Linked DNA regions of Ovis aries: region 2 is linked to region 1. A link is a contact called in public Hi-C data. All regions are on one chromosome and are shown on one strand. The core of a region is the stretch at or near the end of the contact, and the rest is flanking DNA. Distances in the headings are between cores, read along the strand shown. Region 1 has its middle 14 kb from the start of APOH. Region 2 overlaps PRKCA (protein kinase C alpha).

Region 1 (5,211 bases), core at 824-3,323:
ACCATATCTTAGCAGGGACCAGGGTTTATCTGCAGCATCTTGGAGCCCAAAGAGCGGCTTGGAAGAGGGGGGCCGTCCTGGACAAAGGCCTCGGCCCCAGTCTCCACCCCCAGGCTTCTAAAGCCACAGGTGCTGGGGGGTTTCGTGATGAAGAAGGGGAAGAACGGATCCTCCAGGATATCTCGGGGCTGATGTTTCTGCCAGTCACTAGGCAGGGGCCCAAAGCGGCTGGAACTCGATTTTGAGGTGCACAGCGGTGGGACCCTTGGTGCAGAATCCACAGTCAGCACATCACATTCCCACCCTTGACTCTGCAGGCCTCACGGCAGCCAGTCGTCGCACAGCGGAGTCAACGCGGGAGTTTCCTCATCACAGAAGCAAGCTCTGCAAGCTGGCTCTGGCGGCGAGCTGGGCTGCGTGTTCTTGACCAGACAGAGCTCCATCTAAGCCCGATGTGGGTTTCCAGCCCTGGACCCTTTCCTCCGCTTGCTCTTTGGTGTCATCTCCTGGCTGCTTCAGTCCCTTCCTTGACGCTTCCCTCAACATCGCTACCAGCTGGGCGGTGGCCCTCTCTTCCTGGCTTCCTGGGGGCCTTCTGCAATCTCAGGACTGTGTCCCTTGCCCTCAGGCCAAAACCTAAAATACTTGGGCGTCTAAGGCAACCATGAGTCCCCAGCCCAGCGACGCACCCACCTGCAGTGCCTTGCAGTCTCGCGGAGGAACATAAAAGTTCATCCAGGTCCTGAGCGGATGTTGGGCAGCTCGGCCAAAGGGCCAGGCACCTGTCTGTCCAACCATCTTCCCAGGCCATTCTGGAGCTCAGCCAGGCTCGGGCCAGAGATGCTCAAGCTGCCCACTTCCTAACCACAGAAGAGAGCCAGTCAGGTGCCTCTGGGAAGAGTCTGGTTCCAGTGTCCAGGCGCCCACAGAGCTGGAATGCCTCTGAAGACTGGTGTTCTGTCCTGAAAGCAAGGGCGAGGGGCTCAGAGACAGGTTCTGGAGTCAGAGTGCCTGTGTCTGAATCCCAGCTCTATGTCAGAGCAGCCGCAAGGTGCTTAACATCCGAGAGCCTCAGTTTCTGCATCTGAGAAAGGGGGACATACAGTGTCCTAGAATTGCGAGGATTACGCGAGGTGTGGAGCGCACCGAGCACCATGCCTGGCGCGCAGGGGGACTGAGCGCCAGGATTAATACGCAGGTGGGGCTGCGACTGTGGTGCAGGGGGCGTGGGCCACGACGATACCCGGTCCGGGAGGAGCAACGAAGCCGGCGCACCGCACGCGCTGAGCCTGCGCTCCACAGCGAGACGCCTGAGCACCGCAACCCGAGAGAGCCCGGGCGCAGCACCGAAGGCCCAGCGCAGCCACAGATAGAGAACTAATAATTCTTTTAAAAGAGCAGTTTGAACAGGAGTTGCTGGTGGAGCGAGCGCCCCTCCGTGTCCACCCCTTCCCGCCGCATCCCAGCCCTCCCCACCGCACCCCGCCCCTCCCCAGATCAGCCTTGTTTCCCGGGGAGCCCACCGCCAGGCGAGCCGCTTGAACTGCGGCTCTGTCAGCCGCGCCTTCGGGAGGCTTGTCCCAGGGAGCTGAGCGAGAGCGCGTCGCAGGCCGGCGCCACTCGCGCCGGAGCCACCGCGCCTGCTGCGCCCCCCGCCGCGCGCTGCCCGGCTTCAGATCAGGCGCTCCTGGATCGCTGTCCCGCCGCCTCGGTCTGACTACAGGGGAGCCAGTAAGGAGCCCAGACTGATGGGCCATCAGGAGGAAGCATTCTTCCCTTTCCCCCAGTGAGACTTCACTGACTCCCCGGCCGAGCTGTGAATTATCCTGGTCTTGTTAGCAGCGCTGGCTTCCCGTTGGCTGGCCTACTCGGCGCGAGCAGGACGCTCCTGGGGAGAGGACCCTCACCTGCACACCTTGGTCCTATTTCTCTGGAATTCCAGACTCCGATAGCTGATCGCCTAGCTCACCGTCTTTCTGTAACTAATTCAGTGAGCAAAACAAACAAGCCCAGGCTAGGACTGTTGCCACGGCAACAAGCAAGTCTGCTCAGGGACTGATCCGCAGTTGCCTCGGCGACTGAGAGGGTGTTTGCAGTCTCTTCTAGAGCAGTCTCTTCTAGAGCAGTCTCTTGGGTGTGTGTGTGTGTGTGAGAGAGAGAGAGAGAGACAGAGGATGAAGGGATGGGTCAGCTCCTTCAGGATTCTCACCTGTCGTTTCAGAGACTTACATCTGCGTGTTGGGCCTCCTCTGCGTATCAGATTCAAGGCTCCTCTTGGTCTGTCCGGGGACGTCTAGGGCTGGGTGCAGCAAGGGCTCCTTTAGCAATAAAAACAGGGCAACAGGAGAGGCGGGCGCGGGAGTCCAAGGTCAGCTTGGTTTGTGGCGACGGTGGCTGTGAGAAACGCAAGACTCCATGTGGAAGAATTTCAGGAGGTGACGAGTTCAGCGCAACGTGGGTGCACCTAAGTCTGCTGGGCTACGCACTTAAAAGTGGTCAAGACGACGCACGGGTTATGTGTGCGCATTCTACCGTAATCTTAAAAATAAGCAGAAATTTATAGAAAAATTTTTAAAAATTGCATGACTGACCCATACCTGGCCCCTTTTGGTGCCTCGAGAGCGAAAGCCTTTCTCCCTGGAACTGTTTCTTATGCAGAGTTCTCAGAAGTGCCCTTCATCGCTCACTGCATGCAACCCACCATTATGACACGACGCGTTCAAACCATTTGGGAGTGTTGACCCTTACACGCAAGAGCCCCAGACCGTCCACATTTTCACCCATTTTTTCTCTCTTTTTTATTGTTTGAATTATGAAAGCATGATAACACATTTACAGGAGACTTGGAAAGCACAGCACAGCTACGTAGAGTCCCACTATGCATTGCGACTATTTTTAAGTAGATAAATTGTGAGTTTTTAGTTGGAGTTTCAATATCAAACTCTCAAAAATTAACAGAATGAACATTCAGAAAAGTAGATGGATATAGTAGACCTGAAAAGTAGCATGAACCAATTCAACATAAGATTTATACAATATTTACACAACCGTAGGATACAAATTCTAGTCAAGTTTTCATAGACTATAAGCTAGGAGACACTGGAACATAGCCAGAGACATAAAACAAGGGGCAAACATTTCATTCACACATTTAAAACAATTTGCTCACGCCATGTGACCTGTGAGGTCTTAGTCCCCAGACCAGGGATGGAAGTAAGACCTCGGCCGAGAAAGCACCAAGTGCTAACCACTGGACCACCGGGGAGGTCTCAACTCCCCATCTGTGTAGCTAGCTTGCGTAGCTCTCTCTGATCATAAAGTAATACAATGAAAAAATGTTTTCTAAGTTTTAGAAAAGGCAGAGGAACCAGAGATCAAATTGCCAACATCCGCTGGATCATCGAAAAGCAAGAGAGTTCCAGAAAAACATCTATTTCTGCTTTATGGACTATGCCAAAGCCTTTGACTGTGTGGATCACAATAAACTGTGGAAAATTCTGAAAGAGATGGGAATACAGACCACCTGACCTGCCTCTTGAGAAATCTGTATGCAGGTCAGGAAGCAACAGTTAGAACTGGACATGGAACAACAGACTGGTTCCAAATAGGAAAAGGAGTACATCAAGGCTGTATATTGTCACCCTGCTTATTTAACTTCTATGCAGAGTACATCATGAGAAACGCTGGGCTGGATGAAGCACAAGCTGGAATCAAGATTGCCGGGAGAAATATCAGTCACCTCAGATATGCAGATGACACCACCCTTATGGCAGAAAGTGAAGAGGAACTAAAAGCCTCTTGATGAAAGTGAAAGAAGAGAGTGAAAAAGTTGGCTTAAAGCTCAACATTCAGAAAACGAAGATCACGGCATCTAGTCCCATCACTTCATGGGAAATAGATGGGGAAATAGTGGAAACAGTGTCAGACTTTATTTTGGGGGGCTCCAAAATCACTGCAGATGGTGATTGAAGTCATGAAATTAAAAGATGCTTACTCCTTGAAAGGAAAGTTATGACCAACCTAGATAGCATATTCAAAAGCAGAGACGTTACTTTGCCGACTAAGATCCATCTAGTCAAGGCTATGGTTTTTCCAGTAGTCATGTACGGATGTGAGAGTTGGACTGTGAAGAAGGCTGAGCGCTGAAGAATTGATGCTTTTGAGCTGTGGTGTTGGAGAAGACTCTTGAGAGTCCCTTGGACTGCAAGGAGATCCAACCAGTCCATTCTAAAGGAGATCAGTCCTGGGTGTTCGTTGGAAGGAATGATGCTGAAGCTGAAACTCCAGTACTTTGGCCACCTTATGGCCAAAGTTGACTCATTGGAAAAGACTGATGCTGGGAGGGATTGGGGGCAGGAGGAGAAGAGGACAACAGAGGATGAGATGGCTGGATGGCATCACTGACTTGATGGATGTGAGTCTGAGTGAACTCTGGGAGTTGGTGATGGACAGGGAGGCCTGGCGTGCTGCGATTCATGGAGTCACAAAGAGTTGGACACAACTGAGCTACTGAACTGAACTGCAGTTCCTTTTGAATAGTTTGCACTGTTTCCTCCAGACTTGGTCCATCTGTTGCTTTCGGTAGTCAGCCCCTAGCAGCATCTCTCTCATTTCTTACCTTAGATCTGAGAAACCATACCGTCCAGCTTACTAGAATTGTGTGAAGAGTAGCTTCAGGATAGATGAGCACTTGGCCCACCAATACTGCTATCAGAAGTTTCTAGAAGATAATAGAAGGAGCTGTAGGCTGCGGAACCAGACACGTGCGTGCGTGTGTGTGTCTGTCAGTCACTCCGTCGTATCTGACTCTTTGCGACCCCGTGGACTGTAGCCCACCAGGCTCCTCTGTCCATGGGATTCTCCAGGCCAGAACACTGGAGTGGGCTGCCATTTCCTTTTCCAGGGGATCTTCCCAGCCCAGGGAATGAACCCACCTCTTCTGCATGGGCAGGCAGGCTCTTTACCACTGTGCCACCTGGCAAGCCCAAGTTGCATTCACTGGAACAAGTCTTGTGACTTCTCTGGGCCGTGACTCCCTAGTCTAGGTCTGAGATAAACGACACGTGACGGATGGTCACCAGTCTTAGCTTTCCTTTCCAGGCTGGGTGTCTTTCTGTTCAGTTTAAGGACCTTAGTGTCCTAGGAAACTACTACAGCTAGATGATTTTGTCCCTAAAACTAGGCGCATCTCTTCTTAAGGCACTTTACAAA
Region 2 (5,071 bases), core at 527-3,026, 240 kb before region 1:
TGAAATGAGCCATCTTTCTCCAGTCACGTGGCTTCTGCTCTGTTGATCAGAGGCCTTTTCTCCTGTCATATTCGACTCTGCTAATCCTTGCAACAAGCCTGTATTTTTTTTTTTTTTGCCATGTGGCATCTAGTTCCCTGACCAGGGATTGAACCCGTGCCCTCTGCATTGGGAGCCCAGAGTGGTAACCACTGGGCTGCCAGAGGAGCCCCAGCCTGCACGTAAACTGCTGGAGACTTCCAGTACGTTGTGACACAGCCTTGGGTGTTCGGGGGCACTGAGGGCGATTCCTCTTCAGCTGCCCTTTCCCTGGTCACCGGGTAAATTTCCGTCCCTTATTCTCAGTGTTCACGGTTACTCAGAACAACAAGGTGATGGCTCAGAGAGGAACTCGATGAGGACCAGAACCTGATCAGGGACCCGCCTCCTCGAAAGGAGGGGTCAAGCCTGAGCCACTGGGCTGTGGGGCATGGAAGGCAGCCCCCTGCCCCTTCCCCAGCCACCCCCTCCATCTGATGACTTCCCCTCCATCTGGGCTGAAAATAGACTGAGCTGAGCTGAAAATAACCAAGGAGATTAAATTAAATTAAGTCGGGCCTGGCTCCCAGGCAGCTGCTAATAGAACCATAAGCACCGACACCAGTGCGGCAGAGATGGGGGCATTTATTGCTCCTGTCTCTCTCTTCACCCTGAAGCAGCCGAACCCGCGAGAGACCAGGCCCAGTGAAACCAGCCTCCTCTCCGTCACCTTTACCCAAGGCTCTGAGCAGGATTTGCTCTTGCTGGTTCATCCGGGGGAGCCCCATGTTCAGGAGGCCTTTGCAGGGCTCCCCCATCAGGAATTCGATGCTGAGCATCACCCGTGACACCTGCTTGGCCAGCGATGGTCCTGCCAGAAGGAGAGGGCCTTGCTGTCCACAGGGTGATCCCATCACCGGAGGGATTGATGATGCTCCCACACACTCCTGGTTCCCAGAAATGGTCTCAAAATGATGCTCTCAGGGACGTGTCCCTCAGGTGCTACTGGGGAGCTCGGACCAGTATTTGCCTCTGGAACACAAGAGCCTTAGGAGACAAAGGCCTTAGCAACGAGCCGTCTCCCCGAGGCCCTTCCATCTGTGCTACCACCACGATCTTTAATCTGAGAATACAAAGCCGAAGATAAACATTAGCTAGACTCCCCAGGTCAGGGCTACGAGCTTTTCACCCGGCAGAGCCTCTGGTCGCCTCCACCACAGTTAAAAAAACAACCCCGGATGCTCTCACTACCTTTGGGATCATTCTCTAACTTAGCCCATCTGTCAACACTTTGGAACTTCCCAAGGCGACCACATGCATCGAGCCTACTTGAGGCTAAATTAATTCCGAAAAAAAGGCAAGACTAGGGGCCAAGGATCTTGGATGGAAAACTTTTAATCCGGCAAAATAGCCAAGCTCTTTACACACCACTGAGCCGTGGCGCCTCCACCACCACCACCTCCGCACAGCAGTGAGGCACGCGGAGGTTAAGCGGGTGGGAGGCCAGAGAGCCAGCGCCCTCAGTCCAGAGACGCAGGCGGGAAGGGTCTGCCCCCACGGGGCTCTAGGAGGTGGGCATCTGAGGCCTAAGGGCTCGGGGAGGGCCAGGCGAGGGCAACTGCTGCCCGAGGGAAGTCGCCACGGTTTACGCACCAAGCAGGGGACACGTCCTTTTCCTGACCGTGGGGGGAGCCTGATGGGTTGACTCGCAGGGAAAATGTGCCTCGTTTTTCTTTCCCCGGCTGGAGGGAAGCCAGGTAGCTTGGTGTTTCTCGGAGAGAAGCTAAGACACGGAGCCATTGTTAGCATGTCTCCAGCTGTTTGCTCTCGCAGCTGGAACTCTCCATGAAAGCAAAGCTGCGGGAGTGAGAGGGGCAGAGCCGCCAGGACCTGGAGACCCACTCGGCCTGCAGACCGTGCTGCCAAGCAGCCCACAGTGCGGGCGAGGGGGCTTCGTCCGGGTCTCAGCCCCAAGCACAAGTCTCCGTGCTTCCTGGGAGACTCGTCCTGCATCCTAAGGGGGCCGACTCAGCGGGTACCAGCATCACAGGGTCTCCTATCCTAAGGGGGCCGACTCAGAGGGTACCAGCGTCACAGGGTCTCCTCTCCATCAGGACCACGGACACACGGCCCGGAGCGCTGCTCTGTGCTGCTGCTGCTGCTCAGTCGCTCCAGTCGTGTCCGACTCTGTGCGACCCCATAGACGGCAGCTCACCAGGCTCCCCGGTCCCTGGGATTCTCCAGGCAAGAACACTGGAGTGGGCTGCCATTTCCTTCTCCAATGCATGAAAGAGAAAAGTGAAAGTGAAGTCGCTCAGTTGTGTCCGACTCTTCGAGACCCCATGGACTGCAGCCCACCAAGCTCCCCCGTCCCTGGGGTTCTCCAGCCAAGAGGACTGGAGTGGGTGCCACCGCCTTCTCCACGCTGCTCCATGGCTGCTGAATAAAAGGGGTGATCAAAGTGCCAGGTGGCAGGGTTGGACAAACATGGCTGAGTCCAAACATTTTCTTTATCCTTGACTGTCCCTGGAGACCAGCCAGGCTGGGAATACGTTCATTTGTTCCAAAGGGACTTGTGAGTCATGAACAGGTTTCATATTGAAGCCTAGACATCGTCTCTGCTCTTCAGTGATTTCACACACAGGCAACAAGATCAAAGGAAAAGGCCTCAAAGCCCAAGACCCTGTTCTCACCCCCATCCCACCCCCGACCACCCTTCTGCACGACCCTGGCTGGTGAAGCGTGGTGCTACCTGTCACTCTGTTTGCTCAGCATCACCCCCTTTCCCACACACATCAACTGCCCTCCGATAAGCCCCGCCCGGCAGCCAGGGTCCAGGGCACAGAGGGGGCACTTAACCTACCACGAGCCAACACAGCCTTCCCTGGGCCCCGCGGATTCACGCTCGACGCCGCAGGAGAGACGGAGCTGTCAGAGGCAGACACGGGGCCACGGTTCCCGCAGAGCGGAAGCAGCCTAGCTTGCCATGAAAGACAGAAGCAGCTGGGGAAGGGCGGGCGAGCAGGGCCCGCCTCTGCCTCCGGCGTCCCCGGGGTCCCAGGGCGCCCCCGCCTACGAGCTACGCAAGAGACCCAGTTTCTCGGGGGAAATCTCTTTTTTCTAAGAGTGGGTTGGAATTGAGTTTTGTCCGTCACAACCCCAAACCCCACCGAATAGTCCCACTCCCTCTCTAAGCCTTGGTTTTCATAAACATAACAGAAAAGGGCTGGACCACGTCCGTGCCTTTCAAACTCTGCTCCTCGGAGCCTCTGCCCGGGCCGCGGGGGTGGTGGGGGGACCCTCCTCTCCTCTTCGACCCAAGCACTTCTGTTAGTGGGAACGTCCGCCACTGCAACCAAGACACCCCTTGAAGGCATCTGCTGCTCAGACTCGGCTGGGGCTGTTCTCACTGTCGTTCAGCCGCTAAGTCGGGCCAGTGCTTTGCGACCCCGTGGACTGCAGCACCCCAGGCTTCCCAGTCCTTCACCATTTCCTTGAGCTTGCTCGAACTCATGTCCGTTGAGTCAGTGACGCCATCCAACCATCCCACTCTGTGTCGTCCCCTTCACCTCCAGCCCTCAATCTTTCCCAGCATCGGGGTCTTTACCAGTGAGTCAGCTCTTTGCATCAGATTACCTTTATGATCCTGGAAACATAAGTTCCTGTATCCTTCCTTAATGGAGTGTTACTCATTTGATGTATGCCGAGGAATTTTTCTTTTTCAAAAACAAACTGGAATCCTTCAGGAGCTTGAGGTTCCGAGCATCACCAAGGGTCCCCGTCTCTCGGGGTGGGGGCTGAGGGGGCGTCTGGGGTCGGGCAGGGAGGTGGCGTGTGAGTAGGAGGTCGTGAGGCTGCACAGGCTGACGGGAACCCACTGGCACACGCTCCCTCTGGGCTTCTGGGCTCCCCTGTGTGTGGTCGCCCAGGCTGCCCGTGAGATGCGAGGGGACAGCCAAAACGATGCCCGTGTCCTGCAGCCCTAGTCCCAGCCCATGGACACCCAGCTGCAGAGAGACTTCCCCAAGGGGAAGAGCTGCCAGTGAGCGAGTTTTCCAGAACAAGAGACCCCCGACCCCCCACCCCACCCCGGCTGTTCAGCAAAGCCTGCGTTTCCTTCCATGACATCCCGGCCCAGCGGGTCTAAGCTGGTGAAGCCACACTTCCTCTCCATGACTTTCCCCACTTTCAGCAACCCACCTCGGAAACTTCTATAGGAAGTTTGCCTTGCATCTGCTCTCGCTTCATTATTCTGGGGAAAGAATGCCTGCTTTGATTTTAAAAGGGACCCTGACTGTCTTTAATTAACCATAAACCCTGCGCTAATTGCCCCGGAGGGTGGGTGGCAGCCACAGGCGCTGTTCTTCTTGGGAAGGCGGGTCCCTGGGCGCTCTGGGAGCGAGCTTCCCGCAGGTGGCCCTGCCCCGCGCTATTCTACAGGGATGTTTTAGGACAACCCCAGGAGCCAAATCACAGCCTTCTCAGGCAATCTGCGTTCTTTCCCAGCGGAGGAAGGTGCCTGGAAGTTGAGCTGCACACACTCAGGCTTCTCAGCCCCATTTCGATGCCGATGCCTGGAGCACACGCACACCGCTGCCTGCAGAGTCCGTCGGAACACGTGGGGAAACGTGGGCTCTTCAGAATAGGCTAATATTGGGCCAAAGATAGGATCTGCCTCTTCGAGCTTCTTGGTGGAGCACTCCCACCACCCACTCATGAAGATTCACTGAATCAAGAGAGGAGAAGTCTCCACATTTGGGGACATTTCCAGAGGGGAGCCAAATGACTCCTCAGCACAGGGTATTGAAGTTTCCCAACCTTCTGGTGCAGAACCAGAAGGGACATTCCTCTCCCATCCTGATCCTCGTAACATCTCTGCCCATCAAAGAGTTAAAAGAACGTTTCAGTGGAAGTGATTAAAACGACACCATTTTCAAGCCTCTAAGAGACTCCTCCCTTGGCTAAGGCATTCACTTCCTAGAAGATGATCAAGTTGCTCGCAATAATTTCATGGCAATTAATCTTGTGCTTAAATGCTAATCCTGTAATTAGA

What was found. A called contact is a pair of places that touch in the nucleus more often than the background predicts.
Region 2: a Hi-C map of hypothalamus shows a contact between it and region 1, with 3 times the contacts expected there. The contact joins two enhancer-like sites. A contact is called at or near these places in 4 of 16 Hi-C or Micro-C datasets (hypothalamus, muscle, skin fibroblasts and 1 more).

The regions. Positions count from the first base shown.
Region 1 is chr11:61,818,828-61,824,038 of ARS-UI_Ramb_v3.0, reverse strand. No RefSeq gene overlaps it. Among named protein-coding and RNA genes, the nearest start is that of APOH, 14 kb to the right of the region's middle. Within about 2 kb of position 2,073, at least 3 of the 54 cell types and tissues checked have an H3K27ac peak or open chromatin away from gene starts, as enhancers often do. A contact at or near this core is called in hypothalamus, where this site is marked.
Region 2 is chr11:62,060,741-62,065,811 of ARS-UI_Ramb_v3.0, reverse strand. The region is part of intron 5 of PRKCA (protein kinase C alpha); the gene reads right to left. Among named protein-coding and RNA genes, the nearest start is that of CACNG5, 86 kb to the left of the region's middle. Within about 2 kb of position 1,776, at least 2 of the 54 cell types and tissues checked have an H3K27ac peak or open chromatin away from gene starts, as enhancers often do. A contact at or near this core is called in hypothalamus, where this site is marked.